Regions from separate parts of the Mus musculus genome. Here region 2 is linked to region 1. A link is a contact called in public HiChIP or PLAC-seq data. All regions are on one chromosome and are shown on one strand. Each heading gives the region's core, a stretch centred on a gene start, on an enhancer-like site or on the middle of the called end of the contact. The rest is flanking DNA. Distances are from core to core; before and after follow the strand shown. Region 1 has its middle 13 kb from the start of Slc22a5. Region 2 overlaps Gm12223 (a long non-coding RNA gene).

Region 1 (6,669 bases), core at 2,371-4,870:
TTCTGGATGGAGGAAAAGATTTGTTATATCTGTCCGATTGGAAAGACAATCTTGCCTGCTTAACATTCCTGGTTTCTCTGGAGCTCTGTAGGCATAAGAACTTTTGTACAAGGCTTGCAACTTATAGTTTTTATTTATTCATTGGGAAATTTATACATGTGTACATTTTATTTTCCAAATTAACCCCTCGGATCTCCTTCAAGTTTGGATTCCTCACCATTCCCCACCCCAATACTTCATGTCCTCTTTCATCTTTTATATTTATATTTTATTTTATAACCCACTGAGTTCAATCAGTGCTGCCCACATAAGCATGGGTGTGAGGCCAGCCACTGGAACAGAGTCAACTTACAAGGGACCACACCCCTAAAAGGATGACTGTTTCCACCCGCAGCTAGCAGCCCTCAGTAGCTGCTCAGCTAGGTCCACTTGAAGCTGACTGACTTGAACTAGACTAACTGGCCGGCAAGCCCTAGACATCCTCCTGTCTCTACCTTTCTGTCACTGAAATTACAGACAAGAGTGACGTATCTGCATCCAGCTTTTGAAAAAGTTTGAATGCTAAGGACAGATCTCACATCCTCATGCCTGCACAATACTAACTTTACCAAGCCTGCCACCTTCCTAGCCCCTCATTGGCCTTCTTTGTCTTTGTTGGAGTTATGAACTTGATGCCTAGTGCTCAGCAGTGTCTGACAGTCCCATCAAGAGACATGTGATGTCCCTCCACTGAAGGTTGTAATTCATCCTCTGCTTCATAGTGAGGTCCAGACTAGCATGAGCTACAAAAGACCCAGCCAAAGAAGAAGAAGGAGAGGGGGTTGGGGGGAGGGGGAGAATGTTCCTTTTCCCTGTGTTTTGTTTTACGCAGGCTTTCGGGGTGGTGTCTGTCCACGCAGGCAAGAGTGGGTCTTCTTGCTCAACAAACTGACTCAAGTGCTTTCTAGTTTCTACTTACTTCTAGAACAAACCCTCTCAGAAACACCAAAACACAATGCTCTGCCCACTATCTGGACATCCGTACCAGTGAAGTCAACATATAAAATCGATTTCATACAGAGCAGAGTTCTAATTTGGACCTGCAGCGTACTACCATATACTAACCACAGCAACAGAATGGAATGGATACTACACTTCTCTTCTGCTTCTCTGCGAAGTGCTCACCTTCGGTCCCACTCCTCAGGAGGCAGAGGCAGGCAGACCTCTGTGAGTCTGAGGGCTATCCATTGTATAAAGAGCCCCAGGCCAACCAGGGCTATATAGAGAAAGCCTGAAGCAAACAAACGAATATCTGCAGAATCAGGACCTGAGAGGATGGATCAGAGATGAGCCACTCTCCCAGAAGACACAAGTTCAGTTCCTAGCACCCACGTCAAGTGGCTCACAACTGCCTGTTGCTCCAGGTCTAGGAAATCTGATACCTCTGCCTTCCTAGGACACTTGAACCCATGAGCACATAGCTACACACAGACACAAATATACACTTCATTAAAAAATAAAATCTCTTTTAAAAACCACCAGAAAATAACCCTAGAGATATGAGTGTGAGGAATTGGAACTTTTGAAGTTGCTCATGAGAGTGTCAATATGTACACATACCTACATATGTACACACAATTGGTGGATGGAGCAAACTCCAACATATACCAGACAAGCTTCACATATATACATACATACATATGTATAGTTGATGGGTGAAAGGAATAGTGTTCTAACCTCCCATTCACATAAACCTTACACATATACATACATACACATAGTGGATGGATGGATGGATGGATGGATGGATGGATGGATGGAATGCTCCAACCCCAAAACTTTATTCTTTCTTCCATACCTTATATATCCCAGCAAAATCTTTTAAGCAGTACAAAATTACAATGTGATTGCATTCTAGTTTTCTTCTAGTGAATGACTATGAAAAAAACGGATGTTCCTCAATACCTTTACAAGAAATAACATTACGTAGTACAGGTAAAGAAAATAAATTATTCCCAAGAACCCACATGTATTCTTGGGAGCAGAGGCAGGCAGATTTCTGAGTTCAAGGCCAACCTGGTCTACAGAGTGAGTTCCAGACCAGCCAGGGCTACACAGAGAAACCCTGTCTCAGAAAAAAAAGAGAAGAAAAGAAAAAAGACAAGACAAGACAAGACAAGACAAGAAAAAGAGGAGTGTGAAGGCAGCAAGCAGAGTAAAACTCCCTAACATGAAGTCTTCAGGACACGTGGTCCTTGGGGCCATGCCACACAGAGGCTCACCCATGTGGCTTTGATAACCAGTGGGCCACATTCCATGAGTTCTAAAGCCATATATCATTTCTCCTTCGTGGCCCTTGCAATGTGTCAGTCATTTGTTCCAGAGGATTTTTTGTTGTTGTTGATTATAAGGGATGACTACTTGCTGCTGACATTGGGGCATTGTTGTTGGGGACCCAAGAAAGCTGGGATGCTAGCCAAGGCCAGGAAGAGCAAGCCTTCAAGAAGAGACTTCCCCGGTGCCTCTTCTGGTCTGCAGAGGGTCATTGTCCCTGTGCCTGATGTATGTGTGTGCTTCCTTACTCCTGGGAAAGGCCTTTCTTAGCTGTTCTTTCAGTCTTCCCTGTGTACCTGTTGCCCTTGACTTTTTCCTACCTGTAAGTTCTTTAGCTGGGAGAGAAAGTGAACCAGACCAAGACCCCTAGACAGTAACAGCACTAGCCTAGCCATGCCACCATTTTACACACACACACATCTACACATATCTGTGTTTGTATTTGATAGTGAGGATCAAACCCAGGGCCTCATATATCCCAAGTACATACTGTATCACTGAGAGCCCCCAGATATCTTCCATTTCACCCATTTTTCTCTCTATGGATGCCACACAGTTCAGAGCACCAGAAGCTCTTGCCTGTGTTGCTATCATGGCTTCCTAACCAGTAGGCCTGTCTTCCTTCTTGTCAATTGTAATGGTTAACAGTGTAGGGGCATTCTACACTGTTGCCTTTAACATCTGTTAGGGTTTTCTACCCTGCTTCAGACCATTTAGTCCCCAAATAAAAGACACAGAAACCTTTAGATTATAATAAGCTTTAAAGCACTACGCTGTCTTGTCTGCTTCCCCACCACAATCCCCATAAACACTTGCATCTGCCCCATTTGCACCGTTCCTGATTCATCAGACCAGCCCTCGTGGCCACGTGCTCATGATCCACCCCATGGTGGCTGCCTTCTCCTCCCCCTCTCCTCACTCTCTTCTCCCTCGTGGTCCCTACCTGAGCCCCCCAGCCTGTGAACCCTCACTCCAGCTCCCTCTCTTCTGTCCAGCCCAGGCTGTAGACATCTTTATTAACCAATCAGGAGCAACTTGAGAGGCAAAGTTTACACAACAAAAGCTAGCGTACGTGGGAATTCGCTCTTCTTCGGTCAAGCAGACCTTGGGGTACAGAATCTAACATTTGAATACGAAGAAGCACCAGACCAACCTCAACGGTCAGTTTCTCACACCACACACACACACACACACACACACACACACACACACACACACACACACTTTGGACTGACTACAGGCACTCCCAGGTGCTTTTCTTCTCCTGCCAGCATGCGTGACCTCTGCCCCAGGCCTGCTCGATTTGATTGCTGTGTCCCTGCCACGCCTCCCTTCCGTGACCCAAACATTCCAGACACTTCCTCTACCGTACACTCAGTTCTCATGCTGTTCTTTTGCTCGGCACATTCCTTCGGGTCTTTGCAGGAGCCGTTCCTTTTCTTCCTTGTCGCTCAGCTGGAGACAACACCTTCTAGAACAGTTGTACCCCTCACCATTCACTGTAAAGGCAGACGCTTCCTTCATCAGCCTCCTGTCTTGCTCATTCTTGACACTGGACTCTGTGTGAAATCTCTGCTTACTCTTATTGTAAGCGTAAGTGTATTGTATGCCTCCTACCTGGCAACTCCAATGTGAGTGTCCAGAGAATAAATATCACATTTCTCAATCAATTCCCAGAGACCATGAGTGCCCTGCAGTAGCCTATTCAGACCTTGTCATTGCCAGGAATCAAATTACGTGAGTGACTCAGTGTTCCTGCTGTGTCTGTCCCACATAGGCACCAAACTTTGGGGAGACTCATCTTTCTTTTATGCGTTTATTTGTCTTTGTCTTGTTTTGTTTTCGTGTATGAGAAAGGACCCCAGTATAAGTCAGGGAGGGAGGAAGACAACATATGCTCACCCTTTAGTGCAGAGAGATGGGAGGATAAGAGGGTAACCCTCATAAGGAGGAGCAGGGGATGTCATTTAAGGCTTAAATCATCTCTGAAAAATGCTGGAGGAGTCTCAGAGGAAAGCAGAAGCAGCCTTTTCATTGAGGTCTTCTCCACTTACGTGTCCAGAAGCAGGGACCACAGCCATTCTACTTCTCCCTCGGGGTCACCCTCTTCCTTGTACAGATAAGAGTGCTGCAAAGCTCGAAAGGCAGAGATCCACTTATGTGGGTTAAAAGTCAGCATTTCCAGGAGCGGCTGAGCTCCAGTCCTCCATCTCCGGCACCACTGACTGCGCCAGCTAAGGCCCTCTAAGGGAAAAGGTTCCCCTGGACAGGACTACCTCAGGAGGCCACTCGTCTTCCGGAGGCAACTCAATTTGATCAAAGATTTTGCCCAACTGGTCTGCTCCAGAGTTTGCACAGAAGAGAGGCTTTCCACAAAACACTTCTTCAAAGATACAGCCAGTGCTCCATGCTTACACAATTGTTGCTTTTCTGGCTTCAGGTCTCTGTGAATCACTCTATTGGCTTGAAGAAAATCTAGCCCTTTTCCCTTTCTGCCCGGTACCACCATGCCATCCAGACTGAGGAAGACCCGGAAGCTCCGGGGTCACGTGAGCCACGGCCAGGACCGCATCGGTAAGCACTGCAAGCACCCAGGAGGCTGCGGGAAGGCTGGATCCATGCATCACCGCAGGATCAACTCTGACAAATATCATCTAGCTTACTTTGGGAAAGTTGGCACTACCACTCAAAGAGGAACCAGAGCTTCTGCCCAACTGTCAACCCGGATAAATTGTGGACCTTGGTCAGCGAGCAGACGCGGGTCAATGCAGCATAAAACAAAACTGGAGCTGCTCCCATCATTGATGTTGTTCGATCAGGCTACTACAAAGTTCTGGGCAAGGGAAAGCTCCCTAAGCAACCTGTCATCGTGAAGGCCAAATTCTTCAGCAGAAGAGTTGGAGAAGATTAAAGGTGTTGGAGGTGCCTGTGTTCTGGTGGCTTAAAAGCCACGACGGAGGTTAATTAAATGCTAACATTTTCAAAAAAATAAAAAAGAAATAAAATAAAAAAGAAAGAAGAGAAGAGAAGAGGAGAGGAGAGGAGAGGAGAGGAGAGGAGAGGAGAGGAGAGGAGAGGAGAGAAGAGAAGAGAAGAGAAGAGAAGAGAAGAGAAGAGAAGAGAAGAGAAGAGAAGAGAAGAGAAGAGAAGAGAAGAGAAAATCTAGGCACTGACATATCAGATCCTTGATGGTCTCAACTGGCAAGACTTGGGCGGGGGTGGGGGCGGGGGGGGGGGGGTTCTTTGTCCGGGTGTATCCTTAGGTCCTAGTCAATATGCTCAAACACTTGATGTCTGAATCAGTTCAGGAAGTATCATAGACATCCACATATTGTGCTGATGGGAAAGCCCCTCTAGCTCCTCCTCCATTCGGAACTCTCTCTCTTGAGGGCCACAAAGGATCCACTGTAGGGATCTCAGACCTTATACACCATCTCATAGGCACCAACACCAATTTCAGCCCCTGGTTCCCATAGAGAGGTAACTAACTATTCTCTGAGCAAGGAATCCTTATTCCTGGCCAAGAACTGTAGAGGTGACTCTTTATCAAGGGTTATACTTCACATTTCAGGCAGCTGTAACCCAAAATGAGTGAGCTCAAGTTATTACTGATGTTAATAGTATTGAATTCTTTTCTTTTCTTTTCTTCTCTTTTCTTTGTGTATGTGTGTTTAAGTGTGGGTGTGTGTATGCATGGGGTGTGTGTGTGTGTGTGTGTGTGTTTGTGTGTGTGTGTGTATGCATGGGGTTTGTGTGTGTGTGTGTGTGTGTGTGTGTGTGTGTACATAGGAGATAGGTGTGTATATGAGGTATATATGTGGGGTATATATGTATGTGTTTGCACATAGGGTGTATGGGGTGCAAATTATGTTTGTATATATATGAAGTATTTATATGTATGTATATGGCAAATGCATGTGAGTGTGTCTGTATATGTTCACATGTGTTCAAATGCAGGAATTCAGGTGTCTTCTGGTATTATTTTCCAATGTTTTGCCTTGAGATAAAACCTTTCACCAAACTTGGATCTCATCTTTATGGCGACACTGTATAGGTCCTGTGTTGTTTTAAAAACTAAATCCCAAACATCGATTTTACCAAATGAAGACTGTGGTGAAAGCCTAAATGTCCTTCAACACAAAGACACCCCTCCCCCTTCTGTTCACTTATGTCACTCCCTGTCAGCCGGTTGTTTGCTCTCCTTCTTCACCTGGGATTGACTTTATTTAGCTCTTGGATTAAAGGTGTGGGCTAGGTCTGAGCCACAGCACACAGTGAATTCAAAGCTCTAGGATCAAAGGCTGAGCCACACCACGGTAAGAAACAGCTTTTTACAGTTCAAGCTCCTGGGCTTTG
Region 2 (5,911 bases), core at 1,566-4,065, 280 kb before region 1:
ACACGAAGCAATGGGGAACTAGCCACACTGCATCCTAATTCAGAACCAGAGGAGAAAGAGGGAGGGAGGGGGAAGTAAGGGAAGGAGGGAGAGGAGGAAGAGGAAAGGAAAGAGGAGTAAGGGGAAGAGGAGAGGATGATAGAGAGGAGTTGGAAGAAGAAGATGAGGAGGGAAAATGAAGGACAGGGAGGAGAAAGAGGAGTAAAAAGAGAAAGAGGAGGAGAAGCGGGTGCTGCAGGGAGAGGAGGAAGGAAATGGTGAGCACCTCTGGGCCTGATGCAGAAGTTGACGAATGCATTGAGGGTCTTAAAGAAACAAGACTGTGGAGATGCCAAGCAATGAGGGAAAACACAGATAAGTAAACTAAAACCCTGAAGACTTAGCAAGGATTTCTCTGCAAAGGGAACCAGTGTGTGAGCCTTGATGAGGAGGAGCTGACTGCCACAGTGGATGGTGTTAGTCAGGGATGCTATTCTGCTGCCTTTTAGTAAGAAACACTACTTCCAGGGCCTGGGAGATGGCTTGGTTCATGAAGCTCTCTCAGTGGAAGCATGGTGAAGAGTTTCAGTCCCCGGCATTTATATGTAAGAAGCCAGGTGTGGTGGCTCATACCTGTCATCCCAGCGCTGTAGGCAGAGACCGGCAGCTAGGTTGACCAGGAATATACTCTTTCAGGCTTTTCTGCTTTCAGAGCTGCAATGTAGGACTTTTCCAGATCACAGTATGCAAAGCCCTCAGACACGGAAGGCCACTTGGAGGGAAATTTCAGGAAAGACTAAAGCCCTGAATGCACTAGGTTTGAAAGTACAAGACCAATAACAACAACAGGTTACTAAAGAAACTTAGAGTTGACTATTCTGCCATTGGTGGAATGGCGGTGAGGTAGAATTCAGCTCAGCCGTGGGAATAGTAAGATACTGTTGCACATGACATTCCTGTGTGCGGGATTTGTTTCTGCTGCATTTTATTATTCCCATGCACAGGGGAGGTCAATAGCTCGGAGTGGGATGAACAGGGATATACAGAACGGATGTTTGAGGAGGAGATTTAATTTTTTTTTTAGTCAAAGGGCGTGAAAGATGACTCAGTGGTTAAGAGCACTTGTTGCTCTTGCAGAAGACATAGGTACAATTCCCAGCACTCTCATGGAGGCTCACAACTGCCCATAACTCCAGTGCCCTCTTCTAGTCTCCACGAGCACTTCATGCACATGGAACACATACTTACATGCAGGCAAAACACTCATAGACATAAAATTACATGCACACACACACATGCGCACACACATGCACACATATACACACACACACGCACACATACACACATATGTGCACACACTCACATACACACACACACACACACATACACACACACAGACACACACACATGAATTGACTGGAGCTGGCACCCATTAATAATCAGTCATTATTGACCATTATAAAACATGTGGGGGAAAAAAACCCAACCTTTTATGTGTCAGAGAAAATCATCAGGAAAGGATTCAGCACAGAGGAAGAGCACTGTACCACCAACAACAACCCACATACTGCCAACCTCCCACGTACTGCCAAACCCCCACGTAGCAAGGGCTCTGAGTAGTTATTTTTCAAAGATATACAAGTGACCAATAAGTACATGAAAAGATACTCAGCCCTCTTAACCATCAGGAAAATATAAATCTAAACCGCAGGATACAGGATGAAGCAGGGGCTGGAGACACGGCTTAACATTAAAAGTACTGCTTCGCTTGCAGAAGACCCAAGTTCAGTTCCCAACACCCACTCATGTAAGGCAGTTTACAACTGCCTACAACGCCTGCTCCAGGTGATCTGATGCCTCTTCTGGCCTCTGTGAACTTTGCACGCATGTGTGCATCCCTTCACAGACATACACATACACAAACACATACACATACACATACACATACACATACACATACACATACACATACACATACACATACACATACACATACACATACACATAGTTTTTTAAGAAATAATAAAATTACATAGCAGGAGAGTGTTGGTAAGAACAGGAGGAAGTAGGAACATTTAAACATTAAGATGAAACTTCTAGTCGGTTAGATGAAAGAGACCCTTGAACAGATAATATCATCAGAGAAAGCCACCAGCTACCTACCAAGTTAAACAGGACCTCTTCCACCTAGAAATAGAACTTCATGTTGACTAAGATCAATTTCCCCAGATCCTTGGCCAATACTAATACCCAAAAGGAGAGTCAAATTGAGACTTTCACTAAGCAAAATGCACAGGGAAATGGGAAAAATGACCAAAGCAACTGCTGATTTAATTATATCATCCATTGCCAGTGAACTGGTCACTTGACAGGGTAAAGGAATGGTTTCTTGAAGCTTTGGGTAAGATATCAGCTTGAAGATTGTGTTCTGCAAAGTCAGGATCCTCTTCTAGGCTGCATCATACATCCCAAACCAATAAGCATAGCATGAAGAATGCATGGGTCTGGAAACTGATGAGTGGAAATAGAAATGACCCCTCTGTGTGCTGGAGTGACTCATCGGAAGAGTGTTTCCTCTCCCTCCATCGCTAGACAAATGCACTAGCTAAGGGTAGCCATCTAACCATGCATGGGTGTTTACCCTTAGGTGTAATTAAAGATTCAGTTCCTCATTCATACTTGGCACATTTCAAGCGTTCAATGGCCATATGAAAAAGTAGCAAGAATGTTGGACAGCGCAGAAGATTTCCATTGTTGCAAAACATCCTACCAGACTGCACTGTTCTACCGGCCTGGATCCCAGAGGGAAATGCTTGCATCAGAGGAGCCTGACTGGGACTTCTCAGCGGAATTTAAACTATGCCTATTGCCCTGTCACGTTGAGCTCCTCATGTTTGCAGACCAGCAGGAAACACAGAATCGCTGCTGCCAAAAGTCCTCAGTTCTAACCAAGAGGCGATCATGATTTTGTTACATAGTGACAGGGTAGAGTGTGGCTTTAGGTGACTTACCGGGGACTCATAGAACTCCCTGCAAAACTTTAGTAGCAAGTGAGCAAGTGTGTTGCTCATGCTTTCAGAAGACATTATTGAATGGGGCTCAGAATCCTTAAAGATGGTTTGGGTCAGGTACCCTAATGAGTGGATCCCTGAGACTCAAAGTCCAAATAGATAGATTGTGGTACTTCGATTACTGCTCCAAAGTCCATGGAACTCCGATACATCTGAAACTCCCAACTTCAAAAAAATAGGTGATTAGGATTTTCTTTGGAGCTGAGATAAAAGGATGGACCATCTAGAGACTGCCGCACCCGGGGATCCATCCCATAATCAGCCTCTAAATGCAGACACCATTGCATACGCCAGCAAGATTTTGCTGAAAGGACCCTGATATAGCTGTCTCTTGTGAGGCTATGTCGGTGCCTGGCAAACACAGAAGTGGATGCTCACAGTCAGCTATTGAATGGAACACAGGGTCCCCAATGGAGGAGCTAGAGAAAGTACCCAAGGAGCTAAAGGGGTCTGCAACCCTATAGGTGGAACAACAATATGAACTAACCAGTACCCCCGGGAGCTCGTGTCTCTAGCTGCATATGTAGCAGAAGATGGCCTAGTCAGCCATCATTGGAAAGAGAGGCCCCTTGGTCTTGCAAACTTTATATGCCTCAGTACAGGGGAACACCAGGGCCAAAAAGTGGGAATGGGTGGGTAGGGGAGTTGGGGGGGGAGGATATGGGGGGGCTTTTGGGATAGCATTGGAAATGTAAATGAAGAAAATACCTAATTTTAAAAAAAGAGCATTCATATAAAAAAAGAAAAAAAAGACACTGTGTAGATATTGGAAACTGTATGTAGTATAGAAACTTTTATGTGTACATATACATAGTCTGAATATATTTCTTCACAGTTACACAACTATGACAAAATTGAATTTATAATGAACTCAGTAATTAATATAAAATGGTTAATAATTTTAAAATATAATAAGAATATATAAGTATACTATTAAAATTAACATAAATTTTTAAAAAAGGATTTTCTATTGTTTTGTTCCTGCAACTATGGAGAAGATATGTAGCTAAATATGCAATATTTAATATGAATATATAACTAAAGCAGGAAGGGCTGCTTCCAAACATTATGTTGATCAGGCTTTGCCTTCCTCATGCTTTTGTGCCTGATTGACATCCAGCCTAGGACACTCACAGTCTAGACCTTTCACAAGTGGGCTCCTTACCATTCTAGTGCTGTCATCTTCTCAGTATTTCCTATAATTTGTGTGTGTGCAAGTGTGTATGCATGTGTTCACATGTACATGGGTCCACATACATGTGCAATGCATGTACATGGAGAGAACCGATGTGAACCTCAGGTATCACTCAGGGGCTGTCCACCTTACGTTTTAAATTTATTTTATTTTTAATTATGTGGGGGAGGGTTGCACACAGTGGCATCTGATCCCCCTGAAGCTGGAGTTACAGGCACTTGCTATGTGTCTGCCATGGACACTGGGGACTAAACTTGGGTCCTTTACAAGAGCAGTCAGTGCCTGCTCTTAGCTGCTAAGCCATCTTAACACACACACACACACACACACACACACACACACACACACACACACACACACACACCTGATTCCTCACTGGGGCCTGGAGCGCATGAATTCAGCTAGGCTGCCTGGCCACTGAGCTCCAGGGATTTACCAATCTCTGCCTCCCCGGAACCAAGGTTATAGATATGTGCTGCCAACCAGGTTTTTATACAGGGCTAGAAGTAGAGTCTTCCTGCTTGCATTTCTCTCTAAGTCCCTCCAATTGGCATCTTTTAGAATGAGTTTTATCTCTAACAAACTTCTCCTCCATAGCTTTCTTCAAATCATTCTAACTACTGCCTTTACTCCGATTCTTAAATAGGTAAAATTTTATTAATTATTCATAATTACTACTAGAATTTAATCTCCAGACAGGCTGTAACTTTGGTGGCTCTTCACTGTAGCCTCTTCTGTCCCTACAACACTTTGCACATTGAAGGTATCAAGTATGTAATAGCTGGATGACTGTTAAGAGACAAGCAGAAGTTGGGGGTGGTTATCTCAATACGAGCAAGAGCTGAACAAGGTGGAGCATGTTTGTAACCCCTGTACTCAGGAGGCTGAAACAGGAGGATTACCATGAGTTTGAGGCCAACCTAAGCTACATAGTAAGACTCTCAAGAGAGAGAGAGAGAGAGAGAGAGAGAGAGAGAGAGAGAGAGAGAGAGAGAAGAGAAGAGAAGAGAAGAGAAGAGAAGAGAAGAGAAGAGAAGAGAAGAGAAGAGAAGAGAAGGAAAGGAGGGAAGGAAGGAAGGGAGGAAAGAAATAAAGGAGAAAAGTCAATAATGACAAAAAAAAAAAAAGCTTGAAATTGCCAAATATTTGCATCTGGCTTCTAGAAAGTTCAACCTCAGAATCAGTTTGTGGTGACGAATGCCCAGCACTTTTCACTGAATCATTTATAAAGGAAATGACAGATACTGTGATTGTTCTAAGAACATGGCAGGTGGCACAGAAGACAGACAAGTGAGCTGTAGTTAGTGTCAGCCTCCTGCCTTTGTCACCGAGTGTCACACAGCTATTCCCAAATGTCTACTATGGCAGCAGAGACTGGGCTAGATCAGGTATATTCAGTTCACAGCAGGGCACACTCTGCCTCTGTGTACCATCCCTCTCCTCTCTGTCTTCCCCCTTTGCTCCCTGAGGCCCCATGGGTGTGGCTTCAGGGCTGGTGGTTAAGAGGAGCTAACATGAAGTTTTGCTGTGGATGATCCAGACCTCAAACAAAATATTCCAGAAGCAGAACACTTATAGAGGCCCACAACACCTTATGCTTGATTTTGGTTTGTCATCTTACTTCTTCTACTTCACTTTGGAAAAACAAATTGTGACTACTGTTCAC

What was found. HiChIP or PLAC-seq counts read pairs in DNA pulled down with a chosen protein or histone mark.
Region 2: a FOXA1 HiChIP or PLAC-seq map of pancreatic cancer cells shows a contact between it and region 1. The contact joins two enhancer-like sites. A contact is called at or near these places in 2 of 484 Hi-C or Micro-C datasets (nephron progenitors and ventral hippocampal neurons) and 1 of 115 datasets of contacts at active chromatin or transcription factors (pancreatic cancer cells).

What each region holds. Positions count from the first base shown.
Region 1 is chr11:53,901,307-53,907,975 of GRCm38.p6, reverse strand. No RefSeq gene overlaps it. Among named protein-coding and RNA genes, the nearest start is that of Slc22a5, 13 kb to the right of the region's middle. Within about 2 kb of position 3,620, at least 98 of the 459 cell types and tissues checked have an H3K27ac peak or open chromatin away from gene starts, as enhancers often do. A contact at or near this core is called in pancreatic cancer cells, where this site is marked.
Region 2 is chr11:54,178,760-54,184,670 of GRCm38.p6, reverse strand. All of the region lies in intron 3 of Gm12223 (a long non-coding RNA gene), which reads right to left. The region is part of intron 2 of 4933405E24Rik (RIKEN cDNA 4933405E24 gene); the gene reads left to right. Among named protein-coding and RNA genes, the nearest start is that of 4933405E24Rik, 32 kb to the left of the region's middle. Within about 2 kb of position 2,815, at least 46 of the 459 cell types and tissues checked have an H3K27ac peak or open chromatin away from gene starts, as enhancers often do. A contact at or near this core is called in pancreatic cancer cells, where this site is marked.